Linked DNA regions of Zea mays: region 1 is linked to region 2. Evidence: chromatin contacts called from public Hi-C data. All regions are on one chromosome and are shown on one strand. Each heading gives the region's core, a stretch centred on a gene start, on an enhancer-like site or on the middle of the called end of the contact. The rest is flanking DNA. Distances are from core to core; before and after follow the strand shown. Region 1 holds the start of LOC103635944 (APETALA2-like protein 1). Region 2 holds the start of LOC103637299.

What was found. Hi-C and Micro-C count contacts between places; a contact is called where the count stands out from the background.
Region 1: a Hi-C map of leaf shows a contact between it and region 2, with 5 times the contacts expected there. The contact joins the promoter of LOC103635944 here to the promoter of LOC103637299 in region 2. A contact is called at or near these places in 7 of 25 Hi-C or Micro-C datasets (bundle sheath, ear, endosperm and 1 more).

What each region holds. Positions count from the first base shown.
Region 1 is chr8:135,651,534-135,655,864 of Zm-B73-REFERENCE-NAM-5.0, reverse strand. LOC103635944 (APETALA2-like protein 1) reads right to left here and starts at 2,100. Exons shown (of 8, transcript XM_008658315.4): 1 at 732-2,100; 2 at 598-623; 3 at 440-470; 4 at 113-346. The coding sequence starts at 1,243.
Region 2 is chr8:135,515,375-135,519,541 of Zm-B73-REFERENCE-NAM-5.0, reverse strand. LOC103637299 reads right to left here and starts at 2,052. Exons shown (of 3, transcript XM_020543123.3): 1 at 1,757-2,052; 2 at 57-1,602. The coding sequence starts at 1,588. TRNAN-GUU (transfer RNA asparagine (anticodon GUU)) reads left to right here and starts at 3,319; the gene lies at 3,319-3,392.

The DNA.
Region 1 (4,331 bases), core at 851-3,350, 140 kb before region 2:
CAGTACTAAATCCTACATATATAGGATTAGGAGGAAAGGCACAACTAAGGTTGAATCATCACTGCATGCTATAAAAAAAAGAAAAAGAAAAGAAGCGTTGGTTGGTTCTTACTTCTTGCCGAGGAACTGCCCCATGCGCGCCTCCCAGCGGCCGCACTTGTGCAGGGTGACGCCTCTGTACCTGGAGCTGCCTCTCGAGAAGCCGGTGCTCTGACGGCGCAGGACGTGCACGAACTCCTCCTTGGACAGGCTCCCCATCTGCTTCATGTCGTCCTCGTAGTCGCTGAGGTTGAAGTTGATGTCGGCGTCGACGCCGCGGAACTTGATCGCCGCCCGGTCGTACGCCCTGCGAGTTCCAGGAGCCAGAGACTCGTTAATCAATCAATTCGGTCAGAGACTCACATGACGAAGAATTCTGGGCGTCCAGTCCAGTGCGTGCCTTGCAGCGGCGTGAGCGGTGTCGAATCCACCTGCGTATATCGGCCAGCAGCCGGACCACCACTGAATCGGTTAGCTAGGCCATTCGAGATGGGATGGGATAAGGAACTAAAAGGGGAAAAATCTTTGGGAACGCAAAAGAGATCTGCTCTTGCTCACCTAGGTACACCTGCTTGCCGCAATCCCTGCGTCGCGGGAGAAGAGGAGGAAGACGGAGAGTTTGTGTCAGAAATTAATGAGAGTCGGAAGCAATCGGTGTGGTGTGGCTAGTTGTAGACAGTGGTAGTACTGACCAGATGTGGGACTCCCAGCGGCCTGTGCGGCGGTAGAAGGTGACGCCGCGGTACTGCGAGCTGCGGGAGCGCGGGCCGCGGCGGCTCTTCTTGGCCGGCGGCGGCGCGGCGTGTGGGTGCGGCACGATCCTGGGGCCCGGCGCCTGTTGCTGCTGCAGGTCGGCGCGGAAGAAGCCGAGCTCGGCCCAATGCCGCGGCGTCGGGGCCGGCGGACCGGCGCCGGCCGGGAACAGCTCGCGGGTCACGAGCTGCTGCTGGTGCTGGTGGCGGTGGCGAGGAGGAGGCGATGGCGTGGCGTCCTCGTCCTCGTCCGCGCCGGCCGCGTCGCTATCGCTCCGGATGAGGATGCTGAACTCCAGCACGGCCGGCGTTGAGCTAGATCCCTCCTCCGCCGGCGCGGGCGCGCCGCCCGCCGACGCCGCTTCCGACGCGTTCAGCACCGACGACCCCGAGTCGCTCGCCTCCATCTCCACCGGCGGCGGCGCCTCGGCCACGTTCAGATCCAACTGCATCTCCTGCTCCTGCTCCCCTCCCCTCCAAGCTTACAACTCGCAAGCGGCAGCCCGCCACCGATCCCCAGTCGCAACTGGGCTGCTAACTACCTGGCGAACTGGTGGTGTCTACTTCAAGAAGAAGAACCAGAGGAGGAAGAGGTAGAAGCAGGAGAGTGCCGAGTCGTTGTTGCGGTACATTTAGGCTCCACGACCGCGAGAGCTGATGCCTCCTCACTCCCGATCCCTGACGACCATCCTGCACGCAACCCCGGAGACTGCAGGGGCGGCACGACCCTAGCCACTGTACTGTCGCTTCACGACTCAAGAACACCGTACCCGGACCACCAATCAGCAATCTCAGTTATCCTTTAATTTCTTTCGTTCCTAGCTAGAGCTAGCAAAGCTAGGGGGTGAAGAGGACGACCGGTTAGCTAGCTAAAGGCGGCGGGTTTTTTTTTACAGGAAAGAACGGGGGTCTTTCGGTGCTCCGGCGGCTGGCCGGCCGGCGGTGGCGGTGCGCAACGGAGCTGAGGAAGGAGGGTGGGGCGGAGAGAGAGGAGAAAAGGAGGCGGGTAATATATAGATAGAAGAGAGACTGGGGTCACCGGCGGTGGGCGGTGGCAGCCGGTTAACCTTAAAATCCTTCCTGATTTGGGCACCCTGCTCGGCCGATTTGGTGGGTGGGGCTGCCTGCGGGCCTGGATTTGTCATTTCTCCACTCCACTGGTCCACTCCACCCCCACCCCAGTAATGAAAGCACGAGGAGAGAGAGAGAAAGCAATGGGTCTCGGATGACGATGATACGATCCTTTGCCATGCCTTGTTGCCTTATGGCTATGCTATTTTGTGCTGGGAGAAAAATATCCTCCTATCGTTTGTCAATGGGGAATTTTTCATCGAATTTGTAAACCCACACCCAGAAGCGTCCTCCCAAGTTGAGAGGCCCTGTGCAAAAGATAGTAAAAAAATATTGGACTATTTAAAATTGTATTCTTAGTTTTGTCACTTTCCACATTTTTATCATTAAATGCGATTTTACTCAGTTTTGCTCCTCTGCTTTATAAAATTTAGAATGTCAACATAGCAATTTTTTAAACAAAATCTTAGAGGAAACTCAACGTCACGAATTGGTCACTTGCATCAAAGCATATTGACATATTGTCTACCTCTTTTAACTGTGTCTTCTTAAGATAGTGACAATAAGATCTCAATCTTTTTTATCTAATGACTACAATGTGCTGGAGGTAAATAGTTTGAATAACAATAAGAACAGATCGATTTCAACGCTTTTACGATTCTATGCTATATGTTGGTAAATATTTTATATAAAATAATATTTTTTATTTATATTGTATATAAAGATTGTTATAAATTTTGGGGCCCTATGGTTTTGGAGGCCTTGTGCGATCGCACGGTAGGCACGCCCACAAGGACGCCCCCGCACCTATTCTGATGAAGTTATACTCATCCTGATTCTCATACTTATACTCATCATAGGTATAGGATTCATCATATACTCATCCTCATTTGGATATCGAGTCTCCAATGGGTCCCCATACCCTGACATGAAAATGTTGGTCACTCGTTTTTAATTGTTGTACACAATAAAAAACAAGGCAACACATTATTAAAAAAGATGTTATCCTTCGTACTTAAAGAGTTTGTCCTTCGGGACATCCAAGTAAAGTACGAAGGTTATTATATATAATATATAGGATTGTCAGAGGATAAAGATAAAGATTACACACATGGCTATAACAAAGCTAGATAAGATTACTTATCTCAAACAACTTGGGATTTCTTTCTTTATATGAAACGAATTTACAATAGTACCTTCGGCTTTTTGATGAGGAGAAAACCCGAAGGTACTTAGAAGAAAAAGGATTATACAGAGTTGTTCCTCATTGTTCCCAAGAGGCGCCTCATGCAGGGCACTATTTATCTATTTATAGTGTGGTGGTACAATTTCGTGTAAAGTTACAAACATGTCCATAAAACTTGTTCACATAGTTTACAAATTATGTAAGGGCAGTATCGTCTTTCTGTCTTTTTTGCTTTGGATACAGAGTCTTGAAAACACCATATCCCGGCCTTGTTCCACTTCTGCCTTCGTTTCCTTGTGTTGTTATGACGAAGCTAACATCTTCGTCTTCCTCCATGTCCTGCTCCGAAGGTATTCAATACCAAAGCTCCTGCAACACTTAAGGATGTGCTAACAACCAATGGTTAAATGTGTTTTTGAGGACCTTTGAAAGACGAAGGACCCCAACAAAAAGCATTATCACATACATATGACATTATGTCACATTCGTTTTTAGAAGACAAATTGGATGTGAACCATGTACGTGCTAGAATTAGAACTGACGTACACAACGATTACATAAATGAACATCATTGCACAGTGTTCAAATAATGATATAAAGAGGTATTAACTTATTACTGAAAGGGAAATGTGCCTTTGGGCCATTTCTATAATGTTTTGGTGATTAAGTGCCCAACACGTTTAATTAAGTTCTTATGTGCCAAATAAAGTGAGAAGTGAAAATCAAGGCAAAAGGTATGTTTCTAGACTTGGTGAATTGTTTTATGTACTAACATGGTTATCCAAGTGCTAGAAACAGTGACTAAAAAAGAAGGGAGAAAAAGGGAAAAGCTTGGCTCTGTGCAGCCAATCTTGTGCTCGGTCTCGCACACGGGACTGTCCGGTGGTGCACCGGACAATGTCCAATGGTGCACCGGACAGTGTCCGGTGCGCCAGGCTGGTCCACTGTGAACTCGCCGCTCTCGGGTTTCGACGGCGGCGTACGACTATAATTCACCGGACTGTCCGGTGGTGCACCGGACTGTCCGGTGAGCCAACGGTCGCCTGAGCAACGGTCGGCCACGCAATCTTCGCGCGACACGTGGACTGCTCCAACGGTCAGCTGGTGCACCGGACTGTCCGGTGTGCACCGGACTGTGTCCGGTGCGCCAATCAGCCCAGAGGAGCAACGGTCGGATATGCCAAATTTGGAAGGAGATCGCGCACCGAACAATCTACAGGACCTGTCCGGTGCGCCACTCGACAGAAGGCAAGGATAGCATTCCATGTTGATCTCCAACGGCT
Region 2 (4,167 bases), core at 803-3,302:
ACATGAACAGATGATGAGAAGCTGCATTCTCATATATAAACGGCCGAATGAGCTACCTAAGCGCTTCAACAGGCGAGGTGTCCGACGGCATGCTCTGAGTCTGAGGTTGTGCAGCAGGATCATCTGGTGCGGCAGGAAGCGAAGAAGTGACACGGAAGCTGACGAGGGACGCGCTGATGGAGCCGATCTCGGCGGCGCCCGAGAACGCCTCATCAGCATGCGCATCACTGTCGAAGACCACTGTAGTGTTGTCTACCCGGACCTCCTTGACAGGCCCGAACCGGCTAAAGGCCGTGGCCAGGTGACGTGCGGAAGGCACGGCGTGTGCGCTGCTGAAGTTGAGCACGAGCCCGGCCCCAGCCCAGGCTTCGTGGTCACCACTGTCGTCCTTGCGCGTCGGAGGAAGCTGCTCGTGTGCTGCCACTACCGCGCACCTTACCATGTGTGGCGCTGGCAGTACAGCCGTCGGAGGTGGAGGAGCGCAGTTGCTGCCGTTGGCCGCCGTGGCCCTGACCCTGAGGACCACCGGCGAGAGCGACATGTTCTGCGCGGCACGGCTCATGAGCTTCCCGATCCTCGTGGGCGTGGGCGTCTGCTGGGCCGGTGTGCCCAGCGGGAGATCCTCCAGCTCCAGCGCTTCGTAGTCGCCGGTGTCACAGGCTGCATTCCCTTTTGTCGCAGCGATGTGAGTGTTCCTGCTCACCCTCCTTTTGGCAGGAGCAGGACCATCAACTCCGGTCGACGGCGGCCTCCTCCGCTTGGCTTTGGCTCTCCCAGGGGCGGCGACGACGGCATCATCGATGCCGTGGACGACCGTGTACTCGGGAAGGCCCCTCGCCGAGCCCTTCCACCGGCCGAGCGCCCCGAGCTGCGCCGCGGCGACGGCGAGGTCCACTCTGTCGCCCCCGGCCCGCGGGCTGGTGGCCAGCGCGGAGAGGTACCCGAGGAGGGCCTCGGCCTGGAGCGCGCGCCTGGCGAAGGCCGCGTCCACCGCCGCCCCGGGCGCGCCGGCACGGACGCCGGCGTTGTCGATCGCCTGCGTGCTGGCGGTGGCCTCGTTGTCCCCGCCGCCTCCGCAGCAGCACGAGAGGCCGGCGAGCACGCGGCGCGCGACCTCGGCCAGCGCGGCGTCGACGGCGGCGGCGACGGGGGCCACGGCGGCGAGGCGCGGGAAGCCGGCGCGGAGCGGGAGCAGCGCCGCGGCGTCGGTCCACGCGAAGGTCCTGTCCCAGAAGTACGCGACGAGGACGGCGCGGCGCAGCCTGCGCCGCGCCCGCGCAACCGCCGACGCATCCGCCGCGTCGAACACCTGCCCTGGCCACCACGGGTGGTTCCTGACCTTGGCCCACACGAGGCGGCCGGGGGCCGCGACGCCGCCGCCGTCCTCGAACGCGCACGCGTACCTCGCGCGCTCGGGGACCGGCGCCTGCGCCTTCGCCTGCGGCGCCGCTGCCGGACGCGCGTGCCGGCGCGGGCTTCGGAGAAGCTCCGCCACGTGCGGGTGCATGACGCGCAGCCTCCCCGGGCGCCGCACCGTGGTCCCGGACCCGAAAGCAGCGTCCTTTCCGGGAAGCGGCGGCGACGCCATGTAGCGGGACACGCCTGGAAAGAAAGGAAGGGAGAGCGAAACGGAAGGAGCCGATCAGTGCGAGGGAGTAGTGGAGTGTCCTTGGGAGTTGGGACGTACACGACGCATGGAGAGAAGTAGGAAACTAACGTACGGACGGTGGAGGGCGGCGGCGATCGAGGCGCTTACCGAGGAGCGGCGGGGCTGGCGCGGTGCGGGCGGGCGTCCAGGGTGAGGCAACGTCGCGACGGGTGGCGGTGGAAGCCAGCGGTGGGGTTTTGGTTGAGGGTTTTTGGGAGGGAGGCGCGGCAGGCAGCAAGAAGAAGACAGGAGGAGATCAGGAGAAGGTGGGTGGAGGCGTGGAGCGGAATGTGGGTGATCGTGGGTAGGCAGGCAAGGGGGGTTCTTGCATGAACTACATGAGCTCTGTCTCTCACGTCTGCCGTGATGGTGTCCAGAGAGTGCTTTCATCTTCTTTTTCTGTCTCCTTGTTCTGCTCTTCCGTTCCAGAGAGGCAGTTACTGATCCTTGTGCAGGTTGCAGGAGCATCTGTCTGCCTCCTCTCATTACCATGTTGGTGTACACTGTACAGTACGTACGGCGGCGGGAGCGAAACCATTTGTCGTCATGCGTGCGATGCATGGAGCTGCGAGTAGTAGAGGGCCAGGGCCAGGGCCGGCCGGGACTGCAGCCTGCAGGTAGTCATGGAAAGAGAAGCAAATGCAAAACGATGGAGCAGCACTGTTTTTTCCCCTGTCTGCTCTGTCGATCGTAATTTCGTGTAATTTTCACCATCACGGTTCAGGTGACTGGCTAGCTGTTTCGTTCAGACTTGAGAGAGAGAGAGAGAGAGCAGCAGCAGCAGCATCTTTGTCTTAGCTCGATGGCTTCATGTTTCAGCAAGCATTGTTGACTGGTGCACCTCGATCGGTTCTTGTCACATTCTTCTCCAACATTATCATCTTCTCTCGAGCCGTGATTTATGCAAGTACTATATTGAGATGTAAACACGCATGGACTTGAATCGTTTTGCTTGTCGATCTTTGTGTCTTCATCCAATCCAACCTGTTTTATTAGTTCTTTAGACATCTCATTTCATTAATAAACGAACCGAGTCCTGTTTTTTCACACAAAACTGCATGCTTCTAGTTCTAGCCACTGCCGACAAACATTCTAAATGTCTTGTACAGTAACTGAATGTTTGTCGGCATTGGATTGGACAATGGAATTCATTCCGACTTGAACCTCTTCAAAGAAGAGTCGCCAGATTGGCCGTCTTTTTTAGGAGTTATAAACATTTGGGGTTCCTGTATTTCCACCTCATAAAAAAGCAGAAGTCTTTTTAAGAGTTAAACATAATTAATTTACGGTCTGTTCCCCCCCCCCCCCCCGAAGTAAGTAGCTAGCTAGGCCTCTCTGAACTGGAGTCCGAGGTCAGCCAGGTGCAAGATGAGCTGAAGAAGGCCAAGCTCCAGCTCCAGGAACTAGCCCGCTGTGGAGGAACAGGTAGACAAAACTAGCTGGAAGCATGATCGTCTTTGGCTGGTATATACTTCAATGGACCTTGTGTTGAGGAGCAGCTGCCTATTCTGTACCTTACACTACGAAGAATCTATGATCCATTCAACTGGAATCCCGTGTGTATATATATATATATGCTGTTCCTTCCATGTTTCTAGTCTTGATGTTTTTACTACTCGCCTTTGTCCAAAAAAGGTTACAAAAATCAAGAGAAGAAATGAATCATATTAGCTGGAATAGCTCAGTTGGTTAGAGCGTGTGGCTGTTAACCACAAGGTCGGAGGTTCAAGCCCTCCTTCTAGCGTTATTTTTTTCTATTATTTTTCAAATCATCCACCACCGGTGGTAAACAAGATGTTGTATATGATTTTTTTTTAAAAAAACAGATTATTAAAAAGGTAATCATAATTTCACATGTGCACTTAGACTGACTTAGAGGAAAAGATGTTTAGAGATGACACGTTAAGATATTATGTGAAAATGAAACAACTGAAGCCCAAGAAATCAGCAGACACATGCATGGACCGATCACTGACAGAGCAAACGCCCCTTGAACTGGCTTTGAATATAAACATCATCATATGACAGGTGCACTGTCTGCTTGCTCAACTTTTCAGCCATGGGTCAATATCTTTATAATACGATGCCTATCGTCACTCGTTGTTGGCTTCAGATTAAAATCGGTGTTCCGACTGCTGCAATTATAATTTATAAAAATAAAATATTTTATAGAAGCGGCGGCTACAGATTAAAGTCAAATCAAATTATATGAACATTGTATTACCCCATCCGTCTTACAGAGAGGAGAGGATCCATTGCAGAACTCCGTGCATGTCGGCACGTACGCTGCTCAGATCAGACAGTCATATCTGGATACCGTGTCGTCCAGATTCAGAGCATCCACCGTCCTGTCAGTCTACGGAAGACGATCTGCTAGTGCATGGCATGGTGTATGGTTGCTTCTTTCATTTCAGCATAGCAATGCAATGCTTGCTTGCGTTGCGTGCCGCCCATACTGTTTTGTTTTGTTTTGTCTCTTCCATCATATGATGATGATGATGATGGCTTTGTTTGTCCTG